Regions from separate parts of the Mus musculus genome. Here region 1 is linked to region 2. The links are chromatin contacts, called in public Hi-C maps. All regions are on one chromosome and are shown on one strand. The core of a region is the stretch at or near the end of the contact, and the rest is flanking DNA. Distances in the headings are between cores, read along the strand shown.

Region 1 (7,353 bases), core at 1,790-4,289, 240 kb before region 2:
CTGACTGTCCTAGAACTTACTCTGTAGACTAAGCTGGTTGCAAGCTCACAGATCTGCTTGCCTCTGCCTCCCAAATGCTGGGATTAAAATAAATTAAAGTCATGTGCCACCAAACCTGGTGAATTTTTTTTTTAATTTCTCCAATTTTCTCCCTAGAGTATTTTTTCCTCTCTGTAAAGTGATAAATATCAGAAGAAGAAGGAGGAGGAGGAGGAGGAGGAGGAAGAGGAGGAGGAAGAGGGGGGGGCAGCAGCAGCAGCAGCAGCAGCACCACCAGCACCACCAGCACCACCAGCACCACCAGCACCACCAAGCTAGCTCTTCTGATTGTGATAATCTCAGCAGCATATCTTAGGAAAAAAGACCTGTTGAGAAACAGAAGTGCCTTCAAGGGACAAGTACCCCTCAGCCATCTGAAGCACATCAACTATAAACCATGCCTGCTTCCTGTCAGCACTGCAGGCTCGGGTGCCAGAGTGGGGGGAAGTGAGCAGTCAGATATGCAGAAGATGAAAGTCCAACCCAGGCCAAGCTAGACTCACAACAAACTGTTCTCAACTACTTTTAGGAAGAGAAGTGAGATGAGCGGGAGAGGTCCTTAGTATTTAAAGGTCTAGTCGGAGAAGGAAGCAATAAGGAACCTTACAGGGCAGACAGCCTTCCTCAGACACAGGACCCAGCAGGTACCATGGCTCAGGGTCAACAGTAATGTGCTCTGCAAGATATCCTCACCCAACACCTCAGACACTGGATGGAGGTGCTCAGCAGTGCTTTCTTAGGACCATTCTGAGACAAGGTCTTTTTATGTAGCCATGGCTGGTACTTACCATGCAGATCACGCGGGCCTCCTCCCAGCTCAGCTTTATGAGTGCTGACTGGGGCTGCAGGCATGGACCACCACGTCTCCCCAAAACCCTTATTTTTCTTGGTGCTGGGAATAGAAACCAGCCTTGCAAACGCTGGGGAAGTGCTCTACCACCGTATCTACATATTTTATTAGGATAGAAACCCTGCTGAAGTTGAGTTATCCAGGTCACACAACTGGGAAGCTGCTGACCTGGGGCTAGAGCCAGGAGCTGACTGGCAGGGAGTGAGTGCTCATTCCTCTGGACCTCTGAGCCCTTCAGACTACTCGGTGTGAAGCTTCCAGTCAACCCACACTCATCAGATGATCTCTACAGAGACACGGAAGGTCTGATTCTTGGGGACTAGCAAAGCCCTCTTGACAGTTCCTAAGACGCAGACCTCTGTTTATGCCCCTACAAGTTGCTTTATCTTCAATTATCCCTTGGAAGGATAGGGATAAGGTGACATTATTAAGTTTCTGTGAATCCAATGGGACTAGAAAAACATCACAGAGCTCATGACAGACAGACAGACAGACAGACAGAGGAGCTAGCTGGGTGTGGTGGTTCAGCTCTGTAATCAATCCTAGAACTTGGGAGTCTAAGGCAAAAGGGCTGCTATGAATTCAAGACACATGAGATATCCTGGCCAGACTGGGACAGAGTGAGACTGGAAAAAAAAAAGGCAATTAATGTAACATTTTTACTTACTACTTTTTTCCAAAAGAGCAAGGAAACTTTCACAGGCTCATTTCAGTTCCTTGCACTCAAGAGGAAGTAGGAAGATAGTAAGTCTCTCTTGTGTTGCTGTCAGGGAAACTAAGGTATAAGGAAGGAGCAACAAAATGTCTCTAAAGGAAAAGAGGCTCACACCCCAGGTACCAAGTCGCCTTCCCATCTCCCACGCAGACCAGTCATCCCAGGCACCATGACAGGCCAAAGGCCATCCTGTGGGCCTGTTCCCCTAGAACCTAGGACCAAAAGATCCCCCAAGGGGCCCCGTTGTTCCCCTCTTTACTGCAAAACGAATAAAGTGCAAACGGGATGAAGGGGTTGTCTGGATATCAATTCCAAGAATAGCCCAATAGGCAGGAAGACCTGAGAGCCAAAACACTGACAAAAACAACCTGGCCGAACAGCCTCCTAAGTTGAAAGTGTATCAACAGCTCCTCCTAAACATCGGATCAGACGACAGGTGAGAAGGCTGCATCCTGACACCAACTCACACAATATATTGGCGACAATATATCAAGTCACTTCTAGACCCCAAGCCAGCTCCAGGTGCCTTTCTCCCCGAGCTTTGAAGGTCTCTGGAGACCTACATAGGAAGCCTGATTTTGCCTCTACTACTCGAATGACCTTCCGTGTGTCATTTAACCTCCCGTGCCTCGGTGTCCTCGCGAGTGAGAGGGGGAAAGCAACAGTAGCTACCTTACAGAGGCAGCTGTGAGCTCAGTACACAAAGTGCTTAGCACAGAGGTTCGAAGTCAGGAAGGGCTGGAGAACCAGTGACAAGACATTCTTGTGGTGTTAGAACTAAGACAAGTGCTCCCATTCTGTCAACGTGTCCCTGAGGATCCAAAGGACGAGGGGCGGGTGGCAGAAGGCCATTTCTAGATGTTTGCCCCGTTTTGGGGGGGCGGCGGCTAAGAGATAAGGCCCTGAACGAGGAGGCCTGAGGTTGGCCGAGGAGTGGGAAGGGACAAGCAGGGCGCAGGGGAGGCCTAAGTGCAGGAGTCTCTCCGAACCGGACTGCGGACCTGAAATGACGGACGGCTTGACGCCGGGCCGCCAAGCCGTCGGGAATGAATGAGCACGCAGGCCTTTCACCTTCGCCCTCTCGCGGCTCGCAACCCTCCAGCGCAGCGTCCTCTCCGTGACCTCTGACCTCGCAGACCCCCCCCACTCCTCGGACCCCTTCGGGTTTGTTTGTTTTCCTATCTCGCCGGGCTGCCTTTTTCCTCACCCACAAATCCAAACGGCTCCGGGTGCCGCGGCTCGGCTCGCTTCAGCAGCAAAATGTCCGCAGCCTCCGCCTCCCTCTCCTCCGGTGCGTCGCAGCAGCCGGCGGCTCCAAGCTCCACGGCTGTCACCTGCCGAGCGGAAGTAAGAGGCCCGTGCGCGGAACTTCCGGTGGACGCACACCCCGGGGGCGGGGTCGAGGGTGCAACCTGGCGGGAGGGGCTGGGGACCTGTTGGGCGGGGCCTGTGTGGGAAGGGCGGGGCCTTAGCAGAGCCGGCTTTTATGAGAATTGAGGGCCTGGGCGGGCCAAGCGGCTAAGTTCAGGCTGGGATACCCTTGCTCAGAATCCCTGGCCAGGCTCCCTCTCAAACACCATGGAATCGAAAGGGTCTTGGAAGACTTTAAAGTTCATCTCTTTCTGAGTTACAGATGGGAAGACTGAGGCCAACGTTGTCTTAGGAAAAGGGAAAGTCGGAGCTACAAATCTGATCAGCTGCTGGACTGCGCCTGTCTGCTAGGCTAAAACGAGACTTTTTCTGCTGCCCTTGGAAAATTCATTGTTCTAAAAGGAAAACATAAGCTACGTCCAAGACTTCTTATCCAAGGGATACTTCACAGTGAGACCTCAACTGATACAGCCATTTCATTCCTGACTTTGGTCCTATTAATTTTCTCTTTCTAATAGATAACTTGTGTTCATCCCCTTTAAAACATTATAAAACTTCTATTCTAGCATTTTTATTAAACCAATAATATCTGCATTGCAGAAAAAAAGAAATATATTAGTGGGGGCTGGAGAGATGGCTCAGTGATTAAGAACACTGGCTGGTCTTCCAGAGGACCTGAGTTCAGTTCCCAGCAACCACACTGTGGCTTACAACCATCTGTAATGGGATCCCATGCCTTCTTCTAGTGTGTCTGAAGACAGCGACAGTGTTGTACTCATACACACAAAATAAATAATTCTTTTTAAAAAAAAAAGAAATATATTAGTAAGGAAAAAAGGCAAAACCAAAACACGTAGGCTCCTGAGAAAATCGTTTTTTAACACTTGGTTATCCTCCTAGATGTAATATGTCTGCCTTTTTATTTTATTATTTGTGTGTTATTGATTTGAGACAAGCTCTTGCTGTGTAACCCAAGCCAGCCCCATTGTTGAGCTCACAGTGATGTACTATCATGCCTGGTCTATGTAGTGCTGGGATCTAACTCAGAGCTTTTACATCCTATGCAAGCACTCTAACAACTGAATCGCTGTCACCTTGGCTGACCTGGAAACTGAAAAACCAAGCAGAAGTCTGCCTGCCTCTGTCTCACAGTGTTGGGTTTAAAGGTGTGCACAACCACACCCAGCTGTTTTTACATTCTTTAAAGTTTTGTCATAATATAATTATGACAAATTGATAAAATAGTTATGGCAAATTGATAAAATAGACAAAATAGAATTCCAGATGCTGGGGTGAAGAGATGGTTCAGCAGTTAAAAACACTGGCTGCTCTTCCAGATAACAGGGGTTCATTCCCAGAACCCACATGGCAGCTCACAGCACCCACATGGCAGCTCATGGCATCTGTGACTATAGTCCAAGAGGATCTAAAACCCTCTTCTGACCATGCAAGCACAGGTACATGCACATATGAACATAAAATAAAATAAATAAATCTTGCCAAGTAGTGATGGCATACACCTTTAATCCCAGATGGATTCCAAAGTTTGAGACCAGCCTGGTTTACAGACAGAATTTCAGGACATCCAGGGCAAAGGTTAGGCTTGGTGGTGCATGCCAGTAATTCCAGTACTTGGGAAGCAGAGTCAAGTAGATTTCTGTGTGCTCAAAGCCATCCTGGTCTGCATAGAAAATTCCCAAAGTTACAACAGTGAAACCTTGTCTCAATGTCTCAAAGACAAACAAAACAACAACAAAAAGAATACCATTTACCCTTCACCCCGCTTCCCTCAATGGTGACACAGGATAATAGTAACACCCGGAAATTGTCATTGGTAAAATATTTTTGATAAAGTGTCTTGGTTTTAAAAACAGGATTTGTATGAGATTACAGCTGACCTTGCTTAGCCCAGAGAAGAATGTTGAAGAGACAGCCTGTTTCCCAAGATTATCTGTCTTACTTGAAGCAGACAATTCCAGGAAAGGGAGACCACAAACCTGCACATAGCCCCTAAACTGCATGAACTTCCTCAGCCCAAGTCTGCGCCCCTGCCTGCTCCTTATAAAGGGTCTCAGCCAGCTTTTCTCCCTGCTAGACCCTCCATTCCCTCGAGAGAGGCCACTGTATAATAGGTTCCCTGAGAGTAAGCGAGCACTTGATAGTTAGAGCTAACTAACTGAACCATGTCCCCAGCCTTCAGTATATCTGCTCTTTATATAGTATCTACTCCGCGTTACATATTATATACGTCATTCAGCAACATCTTAAAGTATAGAGAAGGATACATTTAGGCACTATGAAAATATCGTATTTCAATATCAGGACCTTGGACCTTCAGGGATTTTGGTCCTGGTACCAAATTCCTGGTAGATAGCAAGATAGACTTAATTTGGACAAATTAAACAGTGTTCTTCACTTCTGTGTCCACTAGAGGGCCCACAAGTGTCATTAGCCACCATCCTCTTTAATCTTATTTTCAGCACGGGCCTTGCAAACGTCCTTCTAGTCCACGTTTCTAGACTTTTCTTTCTATATGGTTATGAATCTGCCATCCCAGTCTCTGCTTACTGCTTTTAATCCTTTAAATCCCTAAAAGTTGTCACAAAGTGACTATGTTAAGGACCTCACTGACAACACCAGCGCCCCCCCACCCCACCCCACCCCCGACCTGCAGAGGCGGACAGCTTCATATCCTTCTGACCCTCATCTTATGGGGCACAGCTGGCAGAGTAGAGGGGCCAGGAGGCCTCTGGGGCTCCCTCCATCCAATACACCATTGCTGGTGTTGACGGGAGCAAAATTCTGTCCAGCTCTTCAGGCTCTCCTGCCACAGGCTGCCTCTCAGAGCTCTCTCCTTGCTCCAGTTCCCTAGGCTGGACCAGTTTCTATTCCACAATTGAAAAGGCCCACGCTAGATCTGGAAATATAGAGCTCAGTGGAACCGTGTTAGTCTAGCATGCTCAAAGCCCTAGTTTCAATCTCCAGTACGAGAGGGGGAGAGAGAGAGAGAGAGAGAGAGAGAGAGAGAGAGAGAGAGAGAGAGAATGAAAATGTCCACCCAGGCTCCAAATCCCTAGGTATGGGAGCTCTGTCCTCAACCTAGAAAACAGGATTACTAAGTCTCCTTGAAAGATCCCTCCTAGAGATAAAGCCTCAGCATTCACGTTCAGTAGCTGATATCTTGATGTTCCTGCTGAATAGGGTCCACTGTTTGCTTTGATATTGTTCTGCTCAGCCACTGTGTGCATGAGCATGTAACTCAGTCTCTTTGAGCCTCAATGTCCCATCAGGAAAATGAGACTAATACCCTATTTTATACAGAGATCAAGAAGATCTAGATAGGAAAAGCTCTTAAGACACAGCTAGCCAGCACTAAGAGTGCCATTTCTAAAGGCACCATGTGTGAGTGGTGCACACGAATATTTCCAGCATTCAGAAGGCAGACTAGGCCAGCCTATACTACATATCAAATTTAAGTCCATCCTGGGCTATTTAGGAAGACCCTGTCACTCAAAAAGAGCAAAGAACCTGTCTATCATGTGTAAGGCCTTGGATTCAATTTCCAGAAAAAAAACAAAACAAAACCCAAAGCAGGCACAAAGAACAGCAATAAGCTCCCACACTGCAGGACTTGTCTGTGCTCCGTGTCTGAGCACTTGTACACTACTGTCAGCCCTGGCCCAGATCCAACTGCAGAGACAGTTCCTCACCTCAGACTGAAACAGTGTGCCGAGGACCAACACCTCCCACTGCCTTCCCTCCTCAGAGTCTGGTAGTCACTGTTCCAGTTTCCTTCTCCCTGCATTTGACCATTCGGAGCACCTTAGACAAAGCTAACCCAATGTGCCAGCAAGTTGTACATCAACTTGACACAAGCTGGAGCCATCTGAGAGGAGGGACTCTCAGTTGAGAAAGTGTCCCCATAAGCTGGAGCTGTAGGCAGGCATGTAGGACAGTTTCTTTTTTTCTTTTCTTTTTTTTTTTTTTTTTGGTTTTTCGAGACAGGATTTCTCTGAGTAGCCCTGGCTGTCCTGGAACTCACTCTGTAGACCAGGCTGGCCTCGAACTCAGAAATCCACCTGCCTCTGCCTCCCGAGTGCTGTGATTAAAGGCGTGCGCCACCACACCCGGCAGGTCAGTTTCTTAATCAGTGATTGTGAGCAGTGCCATCCCTAGGCTGATGGCCCTGGGTGCTATAAGAAAGCCAGCCCCTCCCTGCCTCGCTCCAGCCTCTAGGTTCCTGCCTCATTTGAATTCCTATCTTGCTTCCCTCAGTGGACTGTGATTCAGGACATGTAAGTCAAATAACCCTGTCCTCCTTAAGTTGCTTTTGGACATGATGTCATCACAGCAATGTAACTCTAACTGAGGCATCTAA
Region 2 (6,750 bases), core at 2,733-5,232:
TCGTGGCAGCATGGGCCTATTTCACAAGTCAGGATACTAAGGCCAAGACAGTTGCCACTACCATCAGGGCACAGAGCTAGTGACAGCCTGTATTCACCCTGAACCCAGCATCTCCAGGGTCTTTTCCATATTCAAATTGCTTCTAGAGGAGCAAGAGAACTGAAGGCTGCCCCCCCCTCCATGTCCCTCAGAGGCTGCTCATATTGACATGCTTGGTCCCATCGCCTTCAGGGGCCAGGACCTGAAGGCTCAGAGGGATGCCCAGCACAGGACAGGGACAGAGAGAGCAAAGGGGCCCATAGTTTCCGGACTGCACCCTCTCCTGGCCCAGTCTGAGTCTGCAAGCTTATAAATTCCATTATTCATCAACTGAGTCCCTGGACAATGAATATTTTATTCACCTCCAGATACTGTCCCCGCTGGGTTCTTTGAACAATTTTGTTCTCTAGCCAAGAAGCAGAGGCCAGAGCCTCTGCTGTCCCAAGACTCCTCTTTTCCCCAACCTGTGCCTCTCTGCCGCTTAGCTCCTCTCCAGTCAGGCCTCTTGGCTCTGGCAACACTGTGGCCCATGGCCCAGGCATGACCTTCCTGCCTACCTTCTCCTCAGTTCGCCTTCCTCCCTGGTTGGGATTGTCTTGCTCTGCTAGCTCACTTTGGGTCAGCTCAGGGCCTGCCCGAGCTCTGCTGGGCGCTCTCCCTGGTGCTGAACGTGGGTGTTCAAGAGGCAGCGGGTATCAGCGGGTAGGTCCAGCCAGGGAATGCGCTATCTGGAAGTATTCTCTTGAGAAGAGAGGCCTCCAGCAGTGGGAAGGTAGGACCTTGGTCTTAGGCAGGATGGGAACCCTGCAGGTCTTGGGAGGAAGGGGTCAGTTTCGGGGCTTGGTAAACCTCTGTCCCTGAGATCCCTGGAAACACCTGGGACCCAAGCGTCTCTCCCGGTGGGCACCCAAGGAGTGCCATGTGATGGCAGTAGCACCTTCCCCAGAAGGGGGAAGCGACAGACATAATTCACACCTTGTGATGGAGCCATCTGCTCCCCTGATGTGCAGTGGAGAGGACAGGGCTGCTGTGCCGCAGGCCAGGTGGGTGACTGTCACTCACTCTCATTCATTTCACAGGTGTTCCTATTCTTCCACCCCAGCCCAGCTCCATGCCACACATGGTGGGTCTGAGGGATGCAGCCACAGAACCCGCTTTCTAAAGCTAAGAGTGATCTCGAACCACTTCACTCCACAGCAGACTTCTCCTGGCTTGATGAGATAAAGAGCCACCATGTTCCCTACCCCACATGTGTGACATACAGAGCCTGACTGTCCCGCATGCACTTAGATGCTCTCCCATTTAATAAACAAGTAAGCTGAGGCTCAGGGAGGACACTAAATGTCATACACAGCACTGGAGGGTGGAGGAGGTTGACTGGTTCCTAGAGGCAGCCAGGATTCCATAGTCTAGAAGATGGGTGAGGGCCAGCATGTCCCAGAGCTTGGTTTCAGGACCTCCTGCCTCTGCCTGGGTTCTCAACTCCAGCTCTTCCTCAAAGGGCTCTGCAGCTGGATTTGGTCCCTACAGCTCCCTCAGCAGGCATGCCCCTACCCGTAAATGGGAGCAAGGCATTGAGGAGAGGGACTAGGCAGGTGGCTTGCATAGCCCAGGGATGTTCTATGTCCCCTGTCAGCAGACAAAGCAGAACAGGTATAGCTGCTAGTGTGAGAAACAGTGTTAAGAGGTGGCCCACTGTGTCAATAGCTAGTGTCCTGGGCTGTGGCTTTGCCTCAGGGGAGAGAAGAGGGACCAGCTTTGAGTCACCAGGGGACTGAAATGTCAAAGATGACCCTAGAGAGTGTGGTAAACTATGATACTAAAGCTATCTTTCGTTATCTGCCACTTTGATCTGGAGGCTACCTGCCCTGGGGAGTACCCTGGTCACATGACTGGACACCTTGACCCTTTGGATTCGGACCAAGGTTAATGTCCGGGGTGGGGGCAGCCCCTGAATCCAGGGACACCTGTACCTTCAGCAGACTCCCAGGGCCTGGTCTGTGAAGGATTCCCACTTGATTAGTTCTTGATTTCTTTTTGCCCCTTCTTTTGAGATTTCCCTGGCTGGGCAGCTAGGCTTCAGGGAAGCCTCCCAAGAACGCTCCAAGAGAGAGTGTTTCCTGCCAGTCTGATAGCAGACTCCAGCTCTCTCCCTTAGCCCAATAGCAAACTGTCTGGAAAGGCTTAGCAAGTAAGGTGCTTGCAGATCACCCCTACAACACCCCCCAGTGACTGTTCTTATTCCCATGGAAGAATTCCCATACTAATGGGAAACTCCCAAGAGATTCAGGGCGCATCATCAGGCACCTTCCATGTTAAGTCGCTTCATCCTCACCTCTGCCCAGGAAATAACATAGAGGCCCTGAGAGGTTAAGGGGTATGGCTAAGGTCCCATTGAAACAAGGTGGTAGATGCAAGAGCCCAGGGCTCGCTGGGTTGGCGGCTAGTTCTTCCTGCGTCACAGCTCTGTTCTATCAGAAATCTTAAAGGAGCATAAGCACCCAGCTGACCTGATGGATGCTCAAGTGCGCAAGAAGAGCTTTGGGGATGGGTGCTTCTCAGGGGCTCTTACGACTCCAACTATAGGTCTGAATAGATAGCAACTGGCCAGAAGCCTGGAACAGACATTCAGATGGGAGCCAGGGTTTGTCTGGCTTCTCTACAGGTTTCACATGCCTATGAGAAACCCAGAGCCCTAGACAAGTCCTAAAGGTTCAGGCCTGCCTTGGCCCAGGGTGGCTGGGGGTGTTGTCTCTCACTGAGCCCCTCTCTCCCGGCGCCAAGACAGGGCTATGATTAATCAGCGACAAAAGCAGAAACAAGCAGAAAAATGTAATCAGCCAGGGAAGGGCATGGCCAGGCTGTGGCAATCAGCTTTCCTGCTGGGGCCTTTGGCTGATTGGACCCAAGGGGGCAGGGAGATAGTTCAGATGAGGGTTCCAGGAATGAGACTGAGGCCAGCTGAGGCCCACCCAGGCCAGGGGCTCACCAGATCCCATAATTGTACACGGAGACACACACATCTGTGCTCGGATACGCATAGCACTCCCAGCCCAAGGGCCTTCGCACCTGCCCACACCTGCTTCCGGGCTTCTGCCCTTCGCTGCCAGCTCACAGCTCACATGTAGGTGGCCGTGCACAGTTCAAACACTCTCATCTGCAAGTGGGTTTGAAAACGTATCTTCACAGTGTCCTGAACGAAAGATGAAGAGAAACGCATGCACATGCTGCCCCCCCCTCCAGACACCTACCCCCACCCCCATAGAACACATGCTAAGGACCGGAGGAAGGTCTAACCTGCAGCCATGTGACCAACAGGCTCTGGGTCGTCTGCCTCCTCCTCATGGCCCCTGGGGACATGAGACAGACCTTGGCTCCTGCTCTGCAAACTGAGAGGCAAGGGCTCAGGAAGGAGCCAGGACAACAGCCCTTTGTGGGATCAAGTCAACTGCTGGTGTCAGCCACAGGCCAGCGGAGTCTCCTGCAGATCTGTGCTTGGCCTCTGCCTGCTGGCCCTGCCTGGTGACCTTGGCCAATGTCCTTTTCTAAGCCTCAGTTTCCCCACCTTGGAGCCTCTCCTGGCACCAACTTGAGGATTACTGGTCCTGAGGACCCTCGCGCCTGGAGCAACCTCACCTTTCTGGGTCTCTAGTCGTTAGTTCTCAGCTCTCCGCTCTCGCTGGGGGAGGGTTAGTGGAGGCAGGTGGGATAGGGGGTACAAGGAACGGCTCCACCCCTGGTCCACACCACCCGGGTCCTGCTGGCTGCTAACGTGGGGTGCGGGAGACAGCAATCCGAAGCAGACTGGGGGAAAAGCAGAGTCGGGGAGAACCAGAGAAGGCGCCCGGGAGGGCTTGGGGTGGCCGCTCAGGGGCCGGCAGCGGGAAGGGGCGGGGGCGGGAGGGGCGGGCGGGGGAGGCGGGAGCGCGGCGAGCGCCGCACAGAGCAAGCGAGCGAGCGAGTGAGGAGTGCAGGCGGCGGCGGCGGCGGCGGTGGCGGCGGCGGCGGTGGCGGCGGCGGCGGTGGCGGCAGCGGCGGGAGCCGGAGCGGCGGGTCGGGCAGCCGCACCAGCGAGCGGACGAGCGGGCGGCGAGCAACGCGGAGCGCGCGGAGGGAGCGCAGCGCGCAGCGGTCCGAGCCAAGAGGCCGGAGCGGCGCCGCCCCCGCCATCCCTGCGAGCCCCCGGCCGGGATCCCAACGAAGGAGCCGGCGGCATGGCCCGACAGCCCGGGGCGCAGGGGCGCTAGGTCCCGGACGGGTGCCCATTGCCTCGCCGCCGCCACTGCGCGCCGCACCGCGCGCACCGCCCGCTCCAGCCGCCCCCGGGGCCGCCGGCGGCCCATGAGCCCCGGCCTCAAAGTTTGCGGCGGGCGGGCGGGCGCGGAGCCTCCAAGATGCCGTTCCACCCGGTGACGGCGGCGTTGATGTACCGGGGCATCTACACCGTGCCCAACCTGCTGTCGGAGCAGCGCCCGGTGGATATCCCTGAGGACGAGCTAGAGGGTGAGTGCCCTGCCGGGACCCCTGCCACGAGCCCTCCTACCTGTGCGCCCTGGTGCCGCGCTGGCCCGGGGAGCCCGGGACCCTGCTGCGCGACTCGGATGAGCGGCTACGCGGGAGGCGGGACGGCCGGGTGGCCCCGGGCGCCGCGGTGGGGGTCGCCGCGGCGCAGGAGCAGCCCGGCCCCTGCCCGCGTGGCCCCCAGCGCTGCGGAAACTTGCGGGGCCCCGCAGCGGGGTCACTGGGCCGCGTGGCCGGCGGTGACGGTGCGGCAAGGCGGCGGGGGCTGAAGTGGAGAGTCCGAGCTGTTGCCCCCCGCGCCCGCCACCGGAGCGTCCGCATCCTGATCCCTTCCGCGGCGCCCGCCCGTGGCTCTGCGCTCCTATTGACATTCCGCTCGTGTCGCGTTGAGAATCCAATCTGCTCCGGCAGTGGGAGAAGGGGAGAGAGGGCGACTGCCCCGCTCTTGCTGGGTGCAGGGCTACCCCCATCCCCTTCTGCGGCCCTGCGAGGGACCCCCCACCCGTGCGCTGCCGAGGCAGCTGGGAGGCGTTGGCGACAACAAGTGGCCGGATTGGGAGGCTCGGTCGCGATAGCAAAAGCCTGGAAGGAAAGGCAGAGGCCGGAACCTAAACCTCCCCCCGACCCTAGTCCCCGTGCCTTTCGGGAATAGGGACCGCACGCAGGCAGTTGGCTATTGAAGATCAGAGCAGCAGGCCGAGGCTGGGGTTCCTGGATTGAGTGTCCTGGGGCGCAGTGAGACCCCTGGGGCCTTCCTAGCTTTTTCTCTGCTGAGATTGGGGGCGGGGGTGTGCTCAAGATTCCCCTCCCCCCAGGCCTCTTGAGGCCCCATATGGAGTGGAGTCGGAGACTCTGAGCTGATGGGAGTCTTGGTCCCTTAGGGTGTTTGTCGGCTGCTGGGGGAGGGGTTGAGATTACCCAGATGATGGGCCTGTCTCCGGTCTCTGTAGTCAAGGGGTCTCAGCTTTGGGGTCCCACTTGGGCTCATAGGAGTGAGTTGGAGTGACCAACATAGGAAAGGATACTAGTGGGAGCCCAGGGGAAGCCATTCGGGAAGTCTGTCCTCAGCCCAGGCCTGGTCTGGGGCAAATTTTGGGCGAGTAGACAGTGGAGAGAGAGAGAAAGGGTGCAACTGCCATGCTCACTGCACCACAGTCCACCAGACACCCACTTCCCACACCCCCCATGAACTCAGAAGCAGGAAAAGTCGCAGAGGGGCTCTCAGCCCCAACAGTGGAGGCACAGATGGAAGGATGTGTGCTTAGTCTATACCCCGGAAACCCCAGGTCCTGTCCTGTCTGGACCAAAGCAGAGCCTCCTCCAGGTTGAGGGGAAGAGATGGGGCCCGGGAGGGGTGCAGGGCGCAGGCCAGTTTCCCTTTCCTTTACTGCCTTTAATTCTGAGCCACGCAGAAGCGTCCATCCACCCCTTTCTCTCCACTCTTGGGACAGAGGCGGCATGTCTCCCCAGAGAGATCCAGCCTCCTTTCCCCTGCTCCCAGCACCCCCCACATAACCTGGCCCCATGACTCCAGGTCTCACTGGATCCCCAGTCAGGCTATCGAGAAGCTGAGAGAGACAGTCGTGCAGGGGTGAGAAGCGCCAGGGTGGGCAATGCAAGGGCAAGGAGGCCCACGCTCCCTCCGAGCCATCCCGTGGTCATGCTGGCAGAAGCCCAGTGCTGTTAGTCACCATCACATCAAATACACTCCCTGCTTCTCTCTGGTCCCCTTTGGACTAGAGGAGGGGCCCTGGTGCAGGGGGCACCTGAAGGACAGGGCCATCCCTGTGACTGGCAGGTGGAGGGCACAGAGCCAGCAGATGCCTATGGGCATCTACACATTAAGGCAGTAAGTTCTCCAGACCCCTCCTTGGCTGAAAACCAGGTTCTGGGCTCCCTGCAGTGGGTCTTGAATGCCAGGGCTGGGTGCAGAGCGGCTGTCCTTCATACAGATGCCACTTTTGGTTCCTTAACTTCTCCAGTACACACTACTCTTCCTGTCCCCGGGCAGTCTGGGTAAGACCCAGGCCCTGTTGGCTGGAAGGGATCAGTGAAGCAGCCCATAGACTAGACAAGGGAGTCGGTGACCTGGGGTGAAATGCTGCAGACACCTCGTGCTGCCTGCTGCAGAAATCCAGGGGGCGGTCAGTCTGCATGGGGGAGGAGGACCAGAAGCAGCAAGGGAAGAGT

Evidence for each region. Hi-C and Micro-C count contacts between places; a contact is called where the count stands out from the background.
Region 1: a contact with region 2 is called in a Hi-C map of embryonic stem cells, with 2.0 times the contacts expected there. The contact joins the promoter of Ap1b1 here to the promoter of Cabp7 in region 2. A contact is called at or near these places in 2 of 39 promoter capture datasets (erythroid cells and hippocampal neurons), 9 of 484 Hi-C or Micro-C datasets (the G1E-ER4 cell line, embryonic stem cells and stem cell-derived germline stem cell-like cells), 3 of 115 datasets of contacts at active chromatin or transcription factors (embryonic stem cells and pancreatic cancer cells) and 1 of 9 other capture datasets (pancreatic islet).

What each region holds. Positions count from the first base shown.
Region 1 is chr11:4,982,510-4,989,862 of GRCm38.p6, reverse strand. It overlaps Ap1b1 (adaptor protein complex AP-1, beta 1 subunit), which reads right to left and starts at 3,039. Exons shown (of 21, transcript NM_007454.3): 1 at 2,812-3,039.
Region 2 is chr11:4,744,411-4,751,160 of GRCm38.p6, reverse strand. Cabp7 (calcium binding protein 7) reads left to right here and starts at 3,982. Exons shown (of 5, transcript NM_138948.4): 1 at 3,982-4,542. The coding sequence starts at 4,434. It overlaps Gm35102 (a long non-coding RNA gene), which reads right to left and starts at 5,335. Exons shown (of 4, transcript XR_003949631.1): 1 at 4,583-5,335; 2 at 3,676-3,843; 3 at 3,337-3,389; 4 at 1-3,232.